Regions from separate parts of the Sus scrofa genome. Here regions 2 and 3 are each linked to region 1. A link is a contact called in public Hi-C and HiChIP or PLAC-seq data. All regions are on one chromosome and are shown on one strand. Each heading gives the region's core, a stretch centred on a gene start, on an enhancer-like site or on the middle of the called end of the contact. The rest is flanking DNA. Distances are from core to core; before and after follow the strand shown.

The links. A called contact is a pair of places that touch in the nucleus more often than the background predicts. HiChIP or PLAC-seq counts read pairs in DNA pulled down with a chosen protein or histone mark.
Region 2: an H3K27ac HiChIP or PLAC-seq map of alveolar macrophages shows a contact between it and region 1. The contact joins the promoter of CCDC114 here to the promoter of LOC102165847 in region 1. A contact is called at or near these places in 1 of 47 Hi-C or Micro-C datasets (epiblast stem cells) and 1 of 2 datasets of contacts at active chromatin or transcription factors (alveolar macrophages).
Region 3: a contact with region 1 is called in a Hi-C map of embryonic fibroblasts, with 5 times the contacts expected there. The contact joins the promoter of KDELR1 here to the promoter of LOC102165847 in region 1. A contact is called at or near these places in 2 of 47 Hi-C or Micro-C datasets (embryonic fibroblasts and heart right ventricle).

Annotation. Positions count from the first base shown.
Region 1 is chr6:53,683,335-53,686,261 of Sscrofa11.1, forward strand. LOC102165847 (zinc finger protein 664-like) reads left to right here and starts at 1,441. Exons shown (of 5, transcript XM_005664651.3): 1 at 1,441-2,836. LOC110261015 (a long non-coding RNA gene) reads right to left here. Exons shown (of 3, transcript XR_002344717.1): 2 at 2,791-2,872; 3 at 667-995.
Region 2 is chr6:53,753,064-53,755,763 of Sscrofa11.1, forward strand. CCDC114 (coiled-coil domain-containing protein 114) reads right to left here and starts at 1,445. Exons shown (of 15, transcript XM_021094655.1): 1 at 1,328-1,445; 2 at 1-452. The coding sequence starts at 50.
Region 3 is chr6:53,802,064-53,805,087 of Sscrofa11.1, forward strand. KDELR1 (ER lumen protein-retaining receptor 1) reads right to left here and starts at 1,557. Exons shown (of 5, transcript XM_003127269.5): 1 at 1,210-1,557; 2 at 439-539; 3 at 1-54. The coding sequence starts at 1,300.

The DNA.
Region 1 (2,927 bases), core at 191-2,690:
ACGGGAACTCCAAGAGCTGGATCTTTTGAGGTGTAGTGGGAAGTTATCCAAATCAGTAGGAGGTTGTCATATGTGGCTAAAGTAATTAAATGGAATATAATGAAAAATTCAGTTCCTCAGTCACACCCCATTTCAAATCCTCAGTGGCTCTGCTGTATTGGACAGTGGAGATCTAGACTATTTCCATAATCTGGGAAATGTTTGTTGGCCAGCACTAATATACAGGATGAACTGGGATGTTACAGCAAATATGGAGTTTCCCGTTTCCTAACTGTCCGGCCATATCTCTCTTTTTTTTTTTTTTTTTTTGGTCTTTTTGTCTCTTTTGTTGTTGTTGCTATTTCTTGGGCCGCTCCCACGGCATATGGAGGTTCCCTGGCTAGGGGTTGAATCGGAGCTGTAGCCACCGGCCTACACCAGAGCCACAGCAACGCGGGATCCGAGCCGCGTCTGCAACCTACACCACAGCTCACGGCAACGCCGGATTTTTAACCCACTGAGCAAGGGCAGGGACCGAACCCGCAACCTCATGGTTCCTAGTCGGATTCGTTAACCAGTACGCCACGACGGGAACTCCCCGGCCATATCTCTTATCACTTGCCCTCCTGTTTCACCCACAGCAGGCTTCTCCCCGTTCCGCCCCATCCCCCACCCCCACCCCCCGCACATAGGACCAGTTTGATCTAGTTTTTGCCCCTGCTATTCCCTCTGCCTGGAATGCCCATCCAACTGTTTGTGTTTCAGACTTAAATGTCACCTCCCAGGAATAGATGCCCTTGACATCCCTATTTAAAGTAACCACTATCCCCTTCCCACCACCAGTCGCTATCCCATCCCCCCTTATTCTTTCTTTCAAAAACCGGATCTAAATTACTTGTTCATCATTTATCTTTAAAATTGTCCATCGTCCCCACTAGGGGGCGGCCTTGTGCTGCTTACCACGAAAAATTCCAGAGCCCAGAAGAGCACCCGGCACAGAGGGGATATTCCATAAACTGTTGATGAAATGAATGGAAGAGATTCAGAATTTGAGAGCAGAGATATGACATGGGAGATTGGGAGTTTTAGATAAACAGAGTCACAGGGAAGTTGAGGGGGATAGGAGAGGAACTGATATCAGGAATTGAGGTGATAAAAGAAGATGGGTATCTGGAATCTATGGCACAAATGAACCTATGTACACACACACACACACACACACACACACAAAGCCATGGACATAGGTAGTAGACTTGTGGTTGCCAAGGGGGAGGGGGAGAGGAGAGGGGGGATGGACTGGGAGTTTGGGGTTGGTAGATGCAAGCTATTGCATTTGGAGTGGAGAGGCAATGAGATCCCGCTGCATCGCCCTGGGAAAACTGTATCCAGTCACTTGTGATGGAACATGATGGAGGAGAATGTGAGAAAACGAATGTATGTATATGTGTAGCCACATCACTTTGCTGTACAGCAGAAATTGACAGAACATTGTAAATCAACAATAATAAAATTTTTAAAAAATAAATTTAAAAAATAAAATTAAAAATTAAAGAAAGGATGGAGCACAAGGGTTACATTAGAAAACAAATGAGGGTCTGGTAGAGGAGGACTTGGGATGTTTTAGCAGATTCACTGTTATTTGCTGCATTATTAAACTCCCAGTGCCTCAGTTTTCTTATCTGTAAAATGGGAATATCTATCACATAAGTTTGAGGATTGACTGCGATAACACATGGGATGTTTTCCGAAGACGGCCTGTCATCATCAAAGTTATTACTGATGTTAAAGCCAGAGCTGGGATACACAGGGTCCTGCTTTTTCGTCCCAGTCTGTTCCCACTTGGACTCACTGCACCTGGAAAGAAGCCTGGAGTTGCAAAATGGTTTGAAATCCACTCTGCTGAAGCCAGGCCATCTCAGACTCTCTGGCAACACTGTGTTCTTTGTAGCAACAACTGGCCGGTGATGGGTAGCAGTAAATCTCTACGCATTTGGTCCAGAACTCTCTTTATAGCTTTCCATCTGGCTTTCTTTACCCATCAAAATCCCATGCCTGCCTCCATGCTGATATTTAACTATCCCTGAACTACACTGTGCTAGGTGGGTCTGCTGGGTGGGTCACCTATAGGATCACCCCTATACACCCCAGGAGATAAGGATTGTGTCCGTTTTTTCCAGCTGGGAAAATTAAATCAGAGGGGTTCAGTGACTTATCCGAGGGCACACAGCAGAGAAGAGGGTAGGTCCTCCCTCAACCTCCACCCCCACACTTTTTTATTTTTTGCCAAGCCCGGGGTATGCGAAGTTCCAGGGCCAGGGATCTAACCCACGCCACAGCAAGGACCCAAGCCAGATCCTTAACCCGCTGTGCCACCACGGGAACCGTCCACCCCTGCACTTTCAAGAGCTTTCGTTTTAGCAGAAAGAGCGCCGGGATGGAGTCATACACAGCAGGCTCCCAATACGTGGTCATGCACTTGAGGCTCTTTCTCATTGAGCCTCGCTTTCTCCATGTGGAAAATAGGGATAATAGTAACTCAGACCGTTTTAAGAACTAAAAATCACATGCTTATACTATCTAGCACATGCTAAGCATATCGGTAATTGCTTGTCATTATATATCAGCCCTTTCCATTTCTTTTTGAGAGGCGGACGCTGTGGGTTGGCGTTTGAGGTGAATTTGGTGATGCTCCAAATTTCCATAGGGAGGGAAAACTCGCCGGGTCAACCTGATAAAAACCAGCCACGGTACCAGACAGGCATTACGCATGCGCATTCGGAAGAGCCAGAGGCACTGGGCCCAGAATCCTACCGTGGATGGAGACTCCCGTGAACCGGCAGAATACCTGGACCGAAAGGTGAGGCAGCGGAGTTTGGAGAGATACAGGTCGAATCTGAAAGGCACCAGGGAAGCCAGAGGTCTGGTCAGTCCCTAGTTGAAAGGACTCC
Region 2 (2,700 bases), core at 195-2,694, 70 kb after region 1:
TCGCTTCCATCTTCGGAGCGGGTGCTCCCAGCAGAGAGTCCCAAAGGCATCTTGGCCAAAGAGGACCCCTTCAGGAGGCGAGCAGGAGAGGGCTAGGAGGGTGGGTGATGAAAGGCAAAAGGCTAGGAACTGATCCCAGAACCAGCTCTGGCCTCTCTTTGGGTCGCAATCCCTCCAGCGGGTTGGAGGGGGCATCTCTCAGGCCTCTTGCCATGCCCCTCCCGACCTCCCACCTCTCACACTCTCTGTCTTGCGTCGCGGCTCTGATTCTGGCGCGGGGGACAGGTCCTCTAGGCTCTCGGTATCTCTGATGGGGGCGGTTTGGGGAGGCGGCTCACAGAGGAAGGAGAACCACCCCACCCCCGTCGGCTGAGGGGAGCGAGGCCGGTCCCTACCTGCCGGAGTGCTGGACCTGTCCTGGGTACTCCAAGCTCAGTGTTGTGGTCTGGTTACTGGGGAGATAAGAGACCAATGAGGCCTGGGGACAGCAGCCGGGGAGGGACCAAGGCCACAGAAGAAAGCCGTGGGAGGGGCGGCTGGGGAGGAGGGGCTAGGAGGCCGCGAGGAGACCTGCGGGGAGCTCGGGTGCTGTGAACAGATGTGCTAGGGGAGCCCAGCAAGCGGCGGGACTGGAGGGCTGAGGGGGCGGGGCTCTAGGCCTTACGAGGGGCGGGGCTGGAGGCCTTGCGAGGGGCGGAGCCGTAGAGGCCTACGATGGGCGGGGCTGGAAGGGCCTCTGAGGCGAGGCCGGCCTGAGGGTGTGGGCTTCAGGGCTTGCGAAGGAAGGGCAGGGCTGGAGGGGCCCAAGAGGGTTGTGGCTGGGGGACCTTGTGAAGGCAGGGACGCAGATACCGGTGCAGGGCGGAGCTTCGGGGCCCTGAGGGAGGGGTGCAAGGATACCTGTAAAGGGCGTGGCTGCGGGCCTTGTGAAGGGTGGGGCTTCGGGGGCTGGTGAGGGGCGTGGTTGGAAGAACACGTGAGGGGCCTGGTGGGAGGGCGCAGGAAGTACGCGGATTCCAGAGCTTGTGGTAGACAGGGCTAACTAGGAGGCACTCAGGCTTGGAAAGCTTGGGGGAGGTCCTGATGGTCTGTTGGGGTCGTCAGGGGCGCGATGTGTGTTTCCGGGAGGGGATATCTGAGCCAAAGGAGTCTGTGGAGGCGGGGCTGGGAGGGAAACGTCTGGAAGGTTTTGGAGCTGGGCCAAGGTGTTTCGGGATGGGGCGCGAGAGATGCGCGTCTTCAGATGATTAAGATCACGTTATTTTGAGGATTCATTAGCAAGGTGGCGGTGCCGATGCTGGGAGTTGCTAGGGGAAGGAGCGCTCACCACTGCCTCAGGTCCTCGAAGCGGCGCACTACGCATGCGCGGCCAACGGCCTCGGGAAAGGCAGCCAAAACCCCTCAACCACTTAAGAGGTCCGCGCACTGAGAGGCGGAAGTGGGCGGGGTCTAGGGCGCTCTGTGTTGTCCCGCTTTCCGGCCCCGCCCTGTGGTCACGCCCCCTCGCGCCACAGGGCACGCCCCCTTGACGGCAGGCTGCTGCCCACGTGGGCCTCCTCCAAGCGGGAGGGCAGTGGGCGCAGCTCCCTGCAGGCTGGGTGTGTCTGACGCCTGCGGTTTCCTGTGGGAGGAAGCGACCCGCTGGCGCTCAGCTCGTGGCCTTGGAGGCCCAGATAGGGGAGATCCCACCACGAGTCCCTTGAGTTTCCCCCCTTCTACAGGATCCTAGCATGGGGGACCCCCGCCTGGAACATCCCCAGGGTACCCAACTCCGGCGCTGATTCCACTCAGGGAACTTGATTCAGAGGTCTAGCCTCCTGTTCTCCACTTCCTCCCGCTCAGATTTTCATTTCCCTAGCCCCTGGTTCCCAGACTCCTCCCAGGACCCAGGTCCAATCCAATTTACCTCCACTCCAGGAAGAGCATGGGATCTCAGGTCTCATGTTTCCTCCAGTGACCCAGACTTTCTAACTTATTCAGGGCCTGAGTTCAGACCCCCAGTCTCTGTTCTTCTCCAAGATGTAAGATGGAACTACTTATCCCCCCCCCATTTTATTTAGTATTTTCATTTTGTACTCCCAACTTTTTAGCCTTGGGCCCAATGGACCCAAGAATTTGCCACTTCCCCAAATCCTAGAGACCTTGATCTCAGGTCTCCCAGTACTGAATCCACTCAGAGCCCCAATGACTAGCATCACAAGCACTTACCACAGTGCTTACTATGTGCCAGTCACTCCTCTAAGAACTGCTCTGTGATGTATTTACTATTATTATACCTATTTTACAGACAGAAACTGAGGCATAGCAAAATTAGTAACTTGCCCCCAAATCACAGTTAATGAGTCAAGCAGCTTTTATTTGAATCTAGCCAGTGTGTCTCTATAGAGTCTGTGCTACAGTGGTACCCAGCTTCCAGGTCTCCCGGGTTACTGGACCGCCCCTCCCTCACACCTTCAAGGAGCCCAGATGACCAGCTGCTTTCGGTCTTCTAGTTGTGGCCCCATCATATACCCAGACATCCCCTCATCCAGTTCCCTTCCCTTGGAGGGACCCAGGATTTTCAGTTCTCCAGCTTTCACTCCACATCAGAACCCCAGGCACCTAGTTCCCTTGTCCTTGCCAACACCCAGGTACACCCAACAGCACCCAAGCCTGCCAAGAGACCCAGGTACATAGTGGTCATCACCTCCCATCCCAGCA
Region 3 (3,024 bases), core at 307-2,806, 120 kb after region 1:
GAACTTGCTGTAAATCATCCAGACTGTGGTGAAAGAGCAGGCAATGTAGACCACCTGTCGAGAGGGGGGTTGAGGAGGGAGCATTAGCTCAATGCACAGGACGAGAGCCCCCAGGAGGCTTAGACCCAGGAGTCCGGACCCCCTAGCCCCTCCTCCCTCAGACCCAGGAGTTCTAGCCTCTGTCACTTCCTCCCTCGGACTCAGCAGTCTGGACTGCCAGCCCCTCCTCCCTTAGACCCAGGAGTTCCAGCCTTGTCACCTCCATCCTCAGACTTGGCAGTCTGGACCCCCAGCCCCTCCTCCCTCAGGCCAGGAGCCCTAGCCCCCCGTTGCTTCCTCCCTCGGACTCAGCAATCTGGGACCCACGTTCTCCCCTCCCTCCGACCCTCCCCTGGCTCCCCGCCTCAGAAAGGCCCAGCAGGAGGGCCAGAGCCTCACCTTCATGCACGTGTTGTAGAGGGAGATGTAGTTGGTGAAGAGGTCCAGGTATCGGGCAGTGAACACCACAGCAAACAGGACCTGGCTCTTCCCCGAAATCCCTGTGGTCCAGAGAGACGGGGGTGCAGGGAGGCTGGAGGTGGGCTGCACGGGCCATAAACCAAAGCCCAGAGCCCTGGATGAGCCCAGAGGCGGCTCTGGAGTGCAGCTGTCCCTGGAGGCCTCCCCAGCCGCGGCCTGAGCAGGGCCCTTTCCCACGGCCCACAGCCAGGGGGCAGCCCGGCCCCAAAGCTACTCCAGCCCGAGGCTCTGTCCCAGGCTAGGCCTCACCACTACCTCTGGCCCCCTCAGGGTCCTCCCACAGTCCAGACCTCAGATGGGGCCTCCGGAGGGCCCCACTTGTCCTCAGCTTTCCCGAACAGGTCGCCAATCTCCCGCTCTCTTTCTGGCGGCTACAGTCCACGTCACCAACTCCCAGCCACCTCCCTGCCTGCCACAGCTCCCTGTTCCCAGCCCCGGGAACTCCAAGGCCACCCAGATAGGGGCCGGGGGAAGCTGAATTGAGTTCCTGGAGCCACCCCCACCAAATTGGATGCACCCCCAGTCTAGAGAAAGAAGCTGACCCCCTGGTGACCCTGGACCTGGAAGGGGGATCCCCAGCAAGCAGTGGCGGGGAGGGACCCGTCCCCCTTATGCCCCCAAACTCATCCCCGCGTCCTGGGATGTCCCCCTCACTCTGCCCCCCTTCTCCGGCCCCGGTGGGCGTCTCACCGGCACACGAGCGGGACTTCCAGATTTTGAGCAGTAGCAAGATGATGGCTAGGAGGTGGGAGAGGTCTCCCAGGAATCGGAAGAGATTCATGGTTGGGGGGATCTGGCAGGGCTGGGCTGGAGGGAGGCAGACTGGCGGGGGGCTGCCCCCCGGGGCTGCTGTTCTGGCGGCTGGGCTGGGGGCCGGGAGAGATGCCCTCGGGTGGGCTCGGCTCCGGGGAGGGGGCTCAGGGAGGGGGCGCCGAGGCCTGAGCTGGTGGCAGAGCTGGAGCTAGGAAGAGGGAGGAGGGCGGGAGGGGGAGGAGTCCGGGAGGGAGGCTCCGCCCCCGAGGGAGGTGTCCCGGCTCTCCGGCGCCCCCTACCCCGCTCCTCCCGCGTTGCAGAGTTGCCGCCGAAGGTACCCCCACCGCGGCCTCCTAGGAACTGGCGGGGTCGCTGGGATCTGAAACTCCCAAATCCGGCACCTGTTTCCCAGGGAATCTACGCCTCGGTGAAGGTCGCAGCCCAGCCGCCCAGTTTTTGTCCTTGACAGCGATTTGGGAGACAGGTCTCTGAGCTTTAAAAATCTGAGACACGGACACAGCGACTGGCCTTTCGCGGCCTTCCAGCTCCAATCCACCCAAAGGGCAAGAAAGCAGACCCCCTTAGATCCAGGAGTCCAGGTCCCCAGCCCCTCCCTCTTCCGTTCCACTCAAGAGTTCAGCTCCCCTTCCTTGGGACATAGGGTCCCACCCAACGATCTTGTGTCTCAAACATCCTAGAGACAGAAATCCAGATGCACAATCCCTCCCTCTGGAACCCCCAAGTTCAGGCCCCCGATCTCTTCTTTTTCAGAAATGGAGCTTTTACTCCTGCTTTCCCAGACCGTGGGGTCAGTAGCCTATAGCCCTGCCTCCAGCACCCCCTTCAGAATTGCCCTTCACAGGCGCACACTCACACTCTCAGGGGCCCAGGTGTCCCATGCTACACTCCACCCCAGCCCTTTAAAGAAGCACTGGGCCTAACCTCTCCAGCAGGAGGGGCAGGAGCTGGGCAGCTGGTCTTGAGGGACCCGGGGGTGGGGGCAGGCTGTGTCTCGGAGGGGACACACACTGCTTTCCTTCTGGATGTGTGCGTACCCATGGGCGATGGATGCCAGGTCCCTCAATAAAAGAAGAGCTATGGAGTATCCATTTGCTGGATGGATTGGGTGCCTGGGGTGACATCCATGAGTCTTGGATTTGTGGCCCCTGTGTGTGGTTTATACTAGGGAGTCCATTTGTCTGAGCACCTAAAAGGGATCCAGGGCTGGAGGAGGGGCTTGGATTACCAGGTACCAGGGGAGAAGGGGGCCATGGGCTTAGACTCTTGGGTCTGAGGGAGGAGGAGTCCCAGGTTTCAGCGATGAGGAGACTGGAGGCCTGGACTCCTGAGTCCTGGGGGGGGGGGGACTCGAATTTCGGGGTCTGAGAGAGGAGGGGCCTGGCAGCCTGGACTCCTGGCTTCATGATGGAGACCTAGTTTCCAGGCCTGGCCTTCTGGGGCAACGGAAGCCAAAAGATGGGTCCTGGTGTGGCGGAGACGGAAGTCTGGGAACAGCCTCCTGCTTCGCAAGCCTCAGAGTGGAGAGGGGGCAGAGGGCGGCAGCCCCTGGGCCCTGGAGTCCGGGTCCAAATCTGATATCTCAGTGCCCAATCCTGAGTGCCTCCCTGCCTCCGCCTCCCCCCCCCCTTTTTGCAGCCCCTCACTCTCTAGTCCCAGGAAGAAGACAGAGGCTGGGAGCTTGGGGTGGGGGCGTACCCTCCTCCAGCCCTGGCAGGAGGAGGGGTCCCCAGG